Linked DNA regions of Callithrix jacchus: region 1 is linked to region 2. A link is a contact called in public Hi-C data. All regions are on one chromosome and are shown on one strand. Each heading gives the region's core, a stretch centred on a gene start, on an enhancer-like site or on the middle of the called end of the contact. The rest is flanking DNA. Distances are from core to core; before and after follow the strand shown. Region 1 holds the start of IFNAR1 (interferon alpha and beta receptor subunit 1). Region 2 holds the start of LOC103789626 (H/ACA ribonucleoprotein complex subunit 3).

Region 1 (4,585 bases), core at 1,093-3,592, 140 kb after region 2:
ATGTCACAGCTGTGGCAAATTTTATTAGCATATTCTAATTTTATTAAAATACAATTCAATGTTTGTAAATATATTTATTAAGATAGGGAAGACTATGAAAATCTTTCTGCCATGCAAATTACTGTCAATTTAAAAATAAATTACGTATTTTTATAAAGATACTTACTGACATTTTCTTTAACAAGTAGCTCAGACAAGCATGCTTATGTAGCAGATAATTGAAAAACAAAACCATTGAACCTTTAAACTTACTTTTAATATGAAAAGGGAAAGTCAAAAGAAACTCTTGCATTTTTAAATGTATCTGGAAATATATTCATTTGGGTGTAATTTTTTATTGCTGAAACAACTCTGAGCATCTACAAAAACTCTAGCTGCTCACTAAAGAAAGTCGGGGGGCAGTTACTTCGGTGGCTGAGGTGGGAGGATCACTTGAACCTGGGAGATTGTGGCTGCAGATTTATGGTCACACCACTGCACTCCAGCCTGGGTAACACAGCATGAGGAGATGGGAGAGAAGGGAGATGGGAGGGGGAAGAGGGGAAAGGGGAGAGAGAGAGAGAGACAGAGAGAAAAAGAAAAAAAGGGGGAAAAAAGAAAAGGAGAGGAAATTGCCAATGTGTTTAAAAATCTAATGAAAGGTTTTAGTCATTTGAGTTGACTGTACTAAATATAGAAATACATCCTATTTCAACCAGTTTGCAAGAACTTTTGGAAAGCAGGAAATGGAAATTTTAATTTAAGCATGAAGAGTCGTTGGAAAGGCTTTTAAAATAAGTATAATTTATTATCGCAACCAGGAATTTTCCTCTTCCCTTTGGACCCACGTATCTTCATGGGGTGTTTTTCCACCTTTGATGTTGTTAAAACTAAGTACTGACACACTCAGACTCAAACCCCCAAATCGCTGAATCATAGAGTGGTAATTCAAGGTTTTCAAAACCATTCCTAACAACTCGATAGATTTCCTAAAAATCATTATTCAATGAAACTGGGTGAATTTCATGATACGCAAATTATACTTCTAAGATGTTTTTAAAATAGGCATATTCCCCCTGGGCTTGGTGGCTCACACCTGCAATCTCAGCACTTGGGGAGGTCGAGGCGGGCAGATCACTTGAGGTACAGAGTTCGAGACCAGCCTGGGTAACATAGGAGAAATCCCATCTCTATTAAAAACACAAAAATTAGCCAGGCGTAGTAGCGCACGCCTGTAATCTCAGCTACTCAGGAGGCTGAGGCAGAAGAATCCCTTGAACCCAGGAGGAAGAGGTTGCAGTGAGCCGCGCCACTGAACTCCGACCTGGGCGACAGAGTGAGACTTTGACTCAAAAAACCCAACCAACCAACCATATTCCATTGCATTGTCCTTTACAAATATTCATTTAATTATATAATTGCTAATTAATTGTTTAGTTGTTTTAACAACCAAGTATTCGATTCTTTACACTATTTCATCATTTAAGTTTTATTTCGCGTATTTTCACAATGCACGTTATCTATTATTGAGGAATTTAATTAAATAACCATTCGAACGGTGGGCTCGAAATGTTTACTGATGAAGCTTGGAGAGTTACGATCACATCACTGCACTCCAGCCTGCTGGGTAACAGACCAAGGGGAGAGAGACGAAAAGAGAGAGGGGAGAGAGAAGAGGAGACTCTCCGGCCACTGGAAGGAAGAGAGGGCAAAACAGCCTAGCAACCGCTGTTCTGGAGCCCCTCGGCCCAAGAACGTGGCGGTTCTCTCGGACCATCGCGCCCCTCAGCCAGGTCGCCCCGAATGAGCGCTCCACGGCCTCTGGTCCCGCTTTCGCTCTGCACACAGGAACTGTCGGGTCCTCAACCGCTTCCTTCTCCCAGCCTCATCAGGTTCCCAGGCCGCTGGGGATTCCCAACGCCACCTTCCAAGGTTCTAGGGTCAGCGAGCGCCTAAGGGCAAGGACGAAGAGCGCCGGGCAGCGATCGGGACCACACCCGCGCCCCCCAGCTGCAGACACGGGGAAGAGACGCGGGAACTCCAAGGTGTACAGGTCTCCGCAGGCGCCTGCCGCATTCCAGTGACGGTCAAGGCCTCCCGTGAGGCGGGGTTTTCCCAGAAAGCAAGCGTGTACTGCGCCAGATGCGCCACTAGCCGGAAACAGTAAGGAAGGAGAGAAAGCAGAGGGCCTCCCATTTCCAAGGCGCGTGCGCAGAGGGAGGGGAGGCGCGTGCGCAGAGAGGCAGTGAGCGCTAGGAAGGGCGGCGCCTGCGCGATGGGGCGGTGAGGGCTAGGCGGGGCGGCCCGGGCACAGAGGGGCGGTGACAGCTAGGAGGGGCAGCGCGTGCGCAGAGCGCCGATGTGACTTAGGACGGGGAGATGTGAGCTAAGAGGAGCAGCGCGTGAGCGGAGATGTGACTGGTGGGACTTACGGCGGCTCGCGGAGGATGGTCGCCCTCCTGGGCGCGACGACCCTGATGCTCGTCGCCGTGGCGCTATGGGTGTTGCCCGCAGCCGCAGGTGAGAGGCGGTGAGAAGAGTCTCGGCGTGGGGCCGGAGACAGGGCGCGCAACTGGGCTACGGGGGCGGCGATGGTGTTGGGGGCAACAGACGCCCAGTCTCGGAACTCTTTGGTCCTCTTTGCCCCGGTGGTTTGGGGTCCCTAGCCGCAGCGCTCAGATTAAACCCAACCTGGGCTCGAAAATGAAACAGGAGAGTGGTGTTGTGAGTCCTCCCTCGTCGCTTGCCTGCTACCGGCGTACTGATCCTTGGGCGCGCCCGGGTCCCACCCCCCAGGAAGTGGCGGTGCCAGAGCTTTGTGTCTAGTGTGCTGCTTTCCGGCAAGGTACTGCAGCTCAGATGACATATTTGATAATAAAAAAACATTAACTGAAACGCATTTCCTCAGGTTAACAGGCGCCCTGTCCCACGGGATAGTGAACTAAGTGTGGCCAGGATTTCTCTGCCCTCAGGATTCTTACAGGCCAATAAAAAATGACAACCGAAGGGAGTGAGTGACAGAAGCATCATTCTCAGTCCTCGAGGTTTACTAAGCCTGCTTCAGGGCGCATGCGGGAGAAACATGAGCCACAGACACATCTGTGACTGGTTTTCCGGAGAGGTTTTCAGGAGGTGGTAAGACAAATAGTTCCGTAAGACTTTAGTGGTCAAGAAATCTGTATTATAAGTAAGATACCATGAGTGTCTTAAAAAGAAAAAGAGAGAATGTAATCCCAGCACTTTGGGAGGCCGAGGCGGGTGAATCACGAGGTCAAGAGATTGAGACCTGGTCAACATGGTGAAACCCCGTCTCTACTAAAAATACAAAAAATTAGCTGGGCACGGTGGTGCGTGCCTGTAATCCCAGCTACTCAGGAGGCTGAGGCAGGAGAATTGCCTGAACCCAGGAGGGGGAGGTTGCGGTGAGCCGAGATCGCGCCATTGCACTCCAGCCTGGGTAACAAGAGCGAAACTCCGTCTCAAAAAAAGAAAGAAAGAAAGAAAAAGAGAGTAAAGGAAGAGTCAGTTATGCAGATGTCTCTAGGTAGGTGGATTCTTGACTTTGTTTTGGACCAGAGAAGATAAGCTTGTAATTGACATTGTCATTGTAGAAGGCCTGAACTAGTTTTTCAGGTTAACTTTGGAATGGCTTTCGTTGAGAGGAGGGGTCCGTTCAGATGGTTGGGGGGCTTAGAATTTTATTTTAGGTTTACATAACTACCTACTTTTTCCCCAAAGAAATAAGCATGTTCAAAACTCAATGAAATGTTGTCTTAGTAAGATTGTAATGTTGCTCAGTTTTTCAGATGTCATAAAAATATTCATACTTTTTAGTTGAGTAAATGCAGTTCTAGACCAAGACTGAGAAAACTATCCAAAATATGGGAAGACATTTTTATTCATACTTTTTTTTTTTTTTTTGAGACAGAGTCTCACTCTGTTGCCCAGGCTGGTGTGCAGAGGCATGATCTCAGCTCACTGCAACCTCCACCTCCTGGGTTCAAGTGATTCTCCTGCCTCAGCCTCTCAAATAGCTGGGATTACAGGTGCATGCCACCACATCCAGGGTTTTTTGTATTTTTAGTAGAGCCAGGGTTTCACTATGTTGGCCAGGCTGGTCTCGAACTGCTGACCTCAAACTATCCACCCACATTGGCCCCATAAAGTGCTGGGATTACAGGCATGAGCCACCCAACGTGATCTGTTTATGCTTTAGACTTTAGTTTTAAGAACTAGACTTAAGTTGTAAACCTAAAGTTACAGTTGGCATGCCCTTATTTATGGGAGACCAGCAAAGAATTTATCAATGATCTGTGAGGGCAGCCCTTTGCAGATGGCTGAGGCTTTTTTTTTTTTTTTTTTTTTTGAGATGGAGTTTCATTGTTGTTACACAGACTGGAGTGCAATGGTGCAACTCACCGTAACCTCCGCCTCCTGGGTTCAAGCAGTTCTCCTGGGCTGAGGATTTTTATCTTTCCTTGGGGATCTGGCTGTAGGATAATGCTAGTAACAGCCATTCATTTGGAAGGGGGTGTTGCAGTCACTTGGCCTCTGGGCTCAACCTTCCCTTTTGTGTAAGAAATTTGGGAGAGGTCCTGAGATTTTT
Region 2 (4,745 bases), core at 653-3,152:
AATCACTAGATGACATACTACACACTTTGAGTAAACGATTTTTTTCATCTTTATTCTCAGCCCTTTGGATAATGTCTGCCACAGATTGGGCCTTAAGAAATATTTGTGAAACTGCATGAATGAGAGTGACCACATGGAGAAGGACAAAACACTGATAGTCAAATAAAGACTGAACTAAGGTCAATGAGGATGGTCATTTCTGCTCATCTGATACATCTGTGTATTTTAGTCAGCGCTAAAATGCCTAACAAACCAGATAATGATTGGGTAAGTCTGAGGTGAGGCCCAAGATTCTGTAGCCCTACCAAAGTCCTCGGTGATGCCGATATAGCAAAGAGAGTCCTTGAAGAGAGGCCGGGCATGGTAGCTCACACTTGTAATCCCAGCACTTTGGGAGGCTGAGGCAGGCTGATTGCTTAAGGCCAGGAGTTCAAGACCAGGCTGGGAAACATGGTGAAATCCAGCCTCTACCAAAACATGCAAAAATTAGCCAAGCATTGTAATTCACACCTGTACTCCCAGCTACTCAGGAGGCTGAGGCACAAGACTTGCTTGAACCCAGGAGGCAGAGGTTGCAGTGAGCCAAGATCACACCACTGTGCTACAGTCTAGGCAACAGAGCGAGACTCCATCTCAAAAAAAAGAGAGAGAGAGAGAGAGTCATTGAAGAGAGCCTGGATCTAAGTAAAAATAAAGAGCAGGTCACAACCAGAAAAGTCTGTGGTTCTGTTATATCATTGGACAGTGTGACAAAATGTAACATGTTTTTAAAAAATAAAAATTCTCTATTCCTAAATCTTGAATAGATTCCGATTCCTATTTCAGAAATCATGCAGTCTGATGAGCGTCCCTTAGCTCTGGAAGAAGGGATAAAAACAGAGTACAAGAATAATAAAAACCACCTCTCCGAGATGAATTGGAGAAAGGGTGCTAATCTCCCTGAGGCGATGTCTACAACTGCATTTGATCAGGATGGCAAGAAAAGTTTCAACTGATGCCTTGAGTAGAGACAAGAGACCTGCCTTTTTTGGTGACGTTGAATTCTACAACACAGGCTCCGAACCTCACTCACCACATCTTGACAACTGTCACCATGAGAAAAGTAGGAAACACTCTCTCATGTTCCCAAGTACTCACCATACCCAAAAAAATAAGCAAAAACTTACTTTAAAAAAATCATTTGTAGGCCAGACGCAGTGGCTCATGCCTGTAATCCCAGAACTTTGGGAGGCTGAGGCAGGTGGATCACCTGAAGTCAGGAGTTCAAAACCAGCCTGGCCAACATGGTGAAACCCCATCTCTCTACTAAAACCAAAAAATTAGCCGGGTGTGGTGGTGGGTGTCTGTAATGCCAGCTACTTGGGAGGCTGAGGCAGGAGAATCGCTTAAACCCAGGAGGCAGGGGTTGCAGTGAGCTGAGATCACACCACTGCACTCCTGCCTGGGGGATAGAGCAAGACTCCATCTCAAAAATAATAGTAATAATAATAATTTGTTTTCAAAACAGAAGTCTTCTAAAAGATGAATTCCAATTCTGTATACACCTGCAGGGATGTACTTGCCACGTCCACTGTCTAATATGCTTCACTTTCTATGAATTAGGAAAAAGGTTATAAAGCGCTACCATAGAGTTACGATCAGCCTGCAATCTGTGAGCAGTGGTTAAAAACTCACATGTTTTCTCAATTGTGATCATTTAAACAAATAATGCTTACCTACAGTTCACAAGAAATCAGTATATAATTAAATGCTGTTCATACCCATTATGCTTCTTCTTTCAAATATAAGTAAAGGAAAAAATAAATTATCCATTAAGTTGCAGATATATGTAAAGATGCTTTTTGTAATAAAAGCAAAACCACTTGAATCTGACCTGTGATTAGAAGTAACAGACATTTGACCGAATTGGAACCTCTGGCTCAAGAGTGGTCATGTTTCTCCAGTATTACCTCAACGAGGAGGGAGATCGGGTCTATACGCTGAAGAAATTTGACCCAATGGGACAACAGACCTGTTCAGCCCATCCTGCTCGGTTCTCCCCAGATGACAAATACTCACGACACCGAATCACCATCAAGAAACGCTTTAAGGTGCTCATGACCCAGCAACCGCGCCCTGTCCTCTGAAAGTCCGTTAAACTGATATCTCTTCTGCTGCTGGTTACCCCTCAGAGACTCCATAACCAAACTCTTCAATCCGTGAGCCCTGATGCCTTTTTGCCAGCCATACTCTGTGGCATCCAGTGTCATCATGGCGATTGATCATGCTTGTGTGAGCCTATCATGGTGGCATCATCCGTAGAGGGAGCATGTTTGACTTTTCTCATACTTTAAATTACTGCGAGATTATTAAAGATAAAATGATTTGAAAAAAAAAAAAAAAAAGAAGGAACAGACATTTGAAATTCATTAACTTAATTCGTTGACAGTATAACCAGGTTAGGTATCGATGATTCATTCAGTTTTCTTTTAAGCATTATTCATTGCTTGATACTATTTAGGATCAGAAAACCATTAGTGTCGTGAAATTTTAAGTTTATGATCTGGGACGGCCAGGGGTAATGTGGCTCACGCCTGTAATCCAAGCACTTTGGAGGCCAACGCGGGCGGATCACCTGAGGGCGGGAGTTCGAGACCAGCCTGACCAACATGGTGAAAGCCCGTCTTTAAAAGAAAAAAAAAAAAGAAAATTTATGATCTGGGAGGCCCGAGTCTAGTCATGCCTCTGTCGTCAATCTGTGGTGTGACTTCTAACAAGAGTTTTTATCTCTCTGGATCTGTTTCCTTGCCTGGAAAATGAGGAATTTGATACAAAGATTACCTCGCAGATTCTCTCCAACTCAGATATTCTGTCATTTCACACTCACTTTAAAATAGACTGTCAGCGCCCTACGTCTCTTTTCCTTGAGAAACAGCGCCACCTCCGGGTCATAATGACCATAACCGAGCTGATCGCGAAGGTGCTTCTCAGGCTGGAGCCATTTACCCTGATCCACAGAAACCCTTCCCCGGCAGGGTTTCCTTTGGGACGGGGTCACAAAATTGTGAGTCTGCCTCTGGGTGAAGATCAGTGTGTATGGACATGGAGCCAAGCTGAGCTAACTGGCCCACAGGGGACAGATGCATGACCTTGGCCTAATTATCACAGCTCCAGCTAACAGTTTGCCCACAGCATAGCTCCTTATGGAACCCTGTAAAGAAAAGGAAGTAAGACATATGCTGGATGAACTAAAGTCTACAGAACAATGATGATGGACACACCTCTTCTTTAGGCAATTCCACTTGAGTGGAAACTGTTCTTATTTTAGCACGTTATCTACTTTGATATACTTTATTAAGAAAAATTACGGATGGGTGCAGTGGCTCACACCTATAATCCCAGCACTTTGGGAGGCCGAGGTGGGCGGATCACCTGAGGTCAAGAGTTCGAGATCAACCTGACCAACATGGAGAAATCTCATCTCTACTAAAAATACAAAAATTGGCCAGGCATGGTGGCATATGCCTGTAATCCCAGCTACTTAGGAGAATGAGGCAGAAGAATTGCTTGAACCGGGAGGCAGAGGTTTGTGATGAGCTGAGATCATGCCACTGCACTCCAGCCTGGGCAACAAGAGGGAAACTCTGTCTCAAAAAAAAAAAAAAAGAAGAAGAGGAAAAAGAAAAATTACATAGTGAACTCTTAAGTAAATATCAGGTTTTTTTCACCCAGCAAATATTTACTGAGCAACCAACCACTTAATGCCAGCACAGTGCTAAGCACTCTCACAAAATCACTTTCATTGAATTTCCACAACAGCCCTTGCGAGAGAGGAATTCGTATCTTCATTTTTCAACACAAGGAAATTGAAAATGAGTGAGGCCCAGAAACAGTAGAGCTGACAACAAGCTTGAATATGCAGACACATGCTTTCCACACAGTCCTCCTCTGAGGACATGACGCAACAGCTCCTTTTCATGAGCACAGTGTGGCTCTACCAACTGCAGTCACAGTGGGGAGGCAAAGGCCACTGGAGAACTCGGTTTATTTCTCTGCAGTGTGATCTGTACACAGAAAATAGCCCTATCTTTGCCCGCCATCCTCAGCCATACCTCCCTAACCCGGAAGGATAAGGGGATGGATGCCAGGCAGGATAACGGGATAAGCTCATTTGTTCCTAAGTATGTAAACAAGGATCCTTCTTAGAAACAGCGAATGTTTAAGGTTGTCCCTTTGATCACATCCCAACAATCCCTAAATTCCATAGGCTTTCTTGGTAGGGAAAGGGGCGGAGCAACTGTTAGCCCATGGAAATACATCGTATCTGGAAATACTATGTTTCCTGCGCATCACAGAAGAGAGAAGCATTGCCCAGTGCTGGAGATACACCAGCTACAGGTGTATCCTGTATATCTTACTCTTTCCTGTATCTATATATGTTTAGACAACTCTGATTGGTGAGATTTGTAACCCCCACTGTACTTTGCAAAATATTGGCACATACATTTAAAGTTGCTAAATATTTGCTGATGTGCTAGAAAAAAACACATAGTCTACATGCAGAAAACAGGAACTACACAAGCTAGTGCCATCAGACATATTTCAGATGTCAGCTGAGTTATTGTAGATCAGAGCCCAAGGACAAAGCTTGGCTGAGAGGGGGATAGGGGAAGTGCCTTGGGACCTTTAGATTATGGGTGGAAGGAAGAAAAGACCCACATGGAACAAGACACTAGAGTTGGATTGACCCTTTGGGAAAGGAGAAG

Evidence for each region. A called contact is a pair of places that touch in the nucleus more often than the background predicts.
Region 1: a contact with region 2 is called in a Hi-C map of induced pluripotent stem cells, with 4 times the contacts expected there. The contact joins the promoter of IFNAR1 here to the promoter of LOC103789626 in region 2. A contact is called at or near these places in 3 of 3 Hi-C or Micro-C datasets (induced pluripotent stem cells and skeletal muscle).

The regions. Positions count from the first base shown.
Region 1 is chr21:39,384,840-39,389,424 of calJac240_pri, forward strand. It overlaps IFNAR1 (interferon alpha and beta receptor subunit 1), which reads left to right and starts at 2,343. Exons shown (of 12, transcript XM_078358736.1): 1 at 2,343-2,499. The coding sequence starts at 2,427.
Region 2 is chr21:39,247,324-39,252,068 of calJac240_pri, forward strand. It overlaps LOC103789626 (H/ACA ribonucleoprotein complex subunit 3), which reads left to right and starts at 1,903. Exons shown (of 1, transcript XM_008986597.5): 1 at 1,903-3,651. The coding sequence starts at 1,932. The coding sequence ends at 2,126. The region is part of intron 2 of LOC118149920 (a long non-coding RNA gene); the gene reads right to left.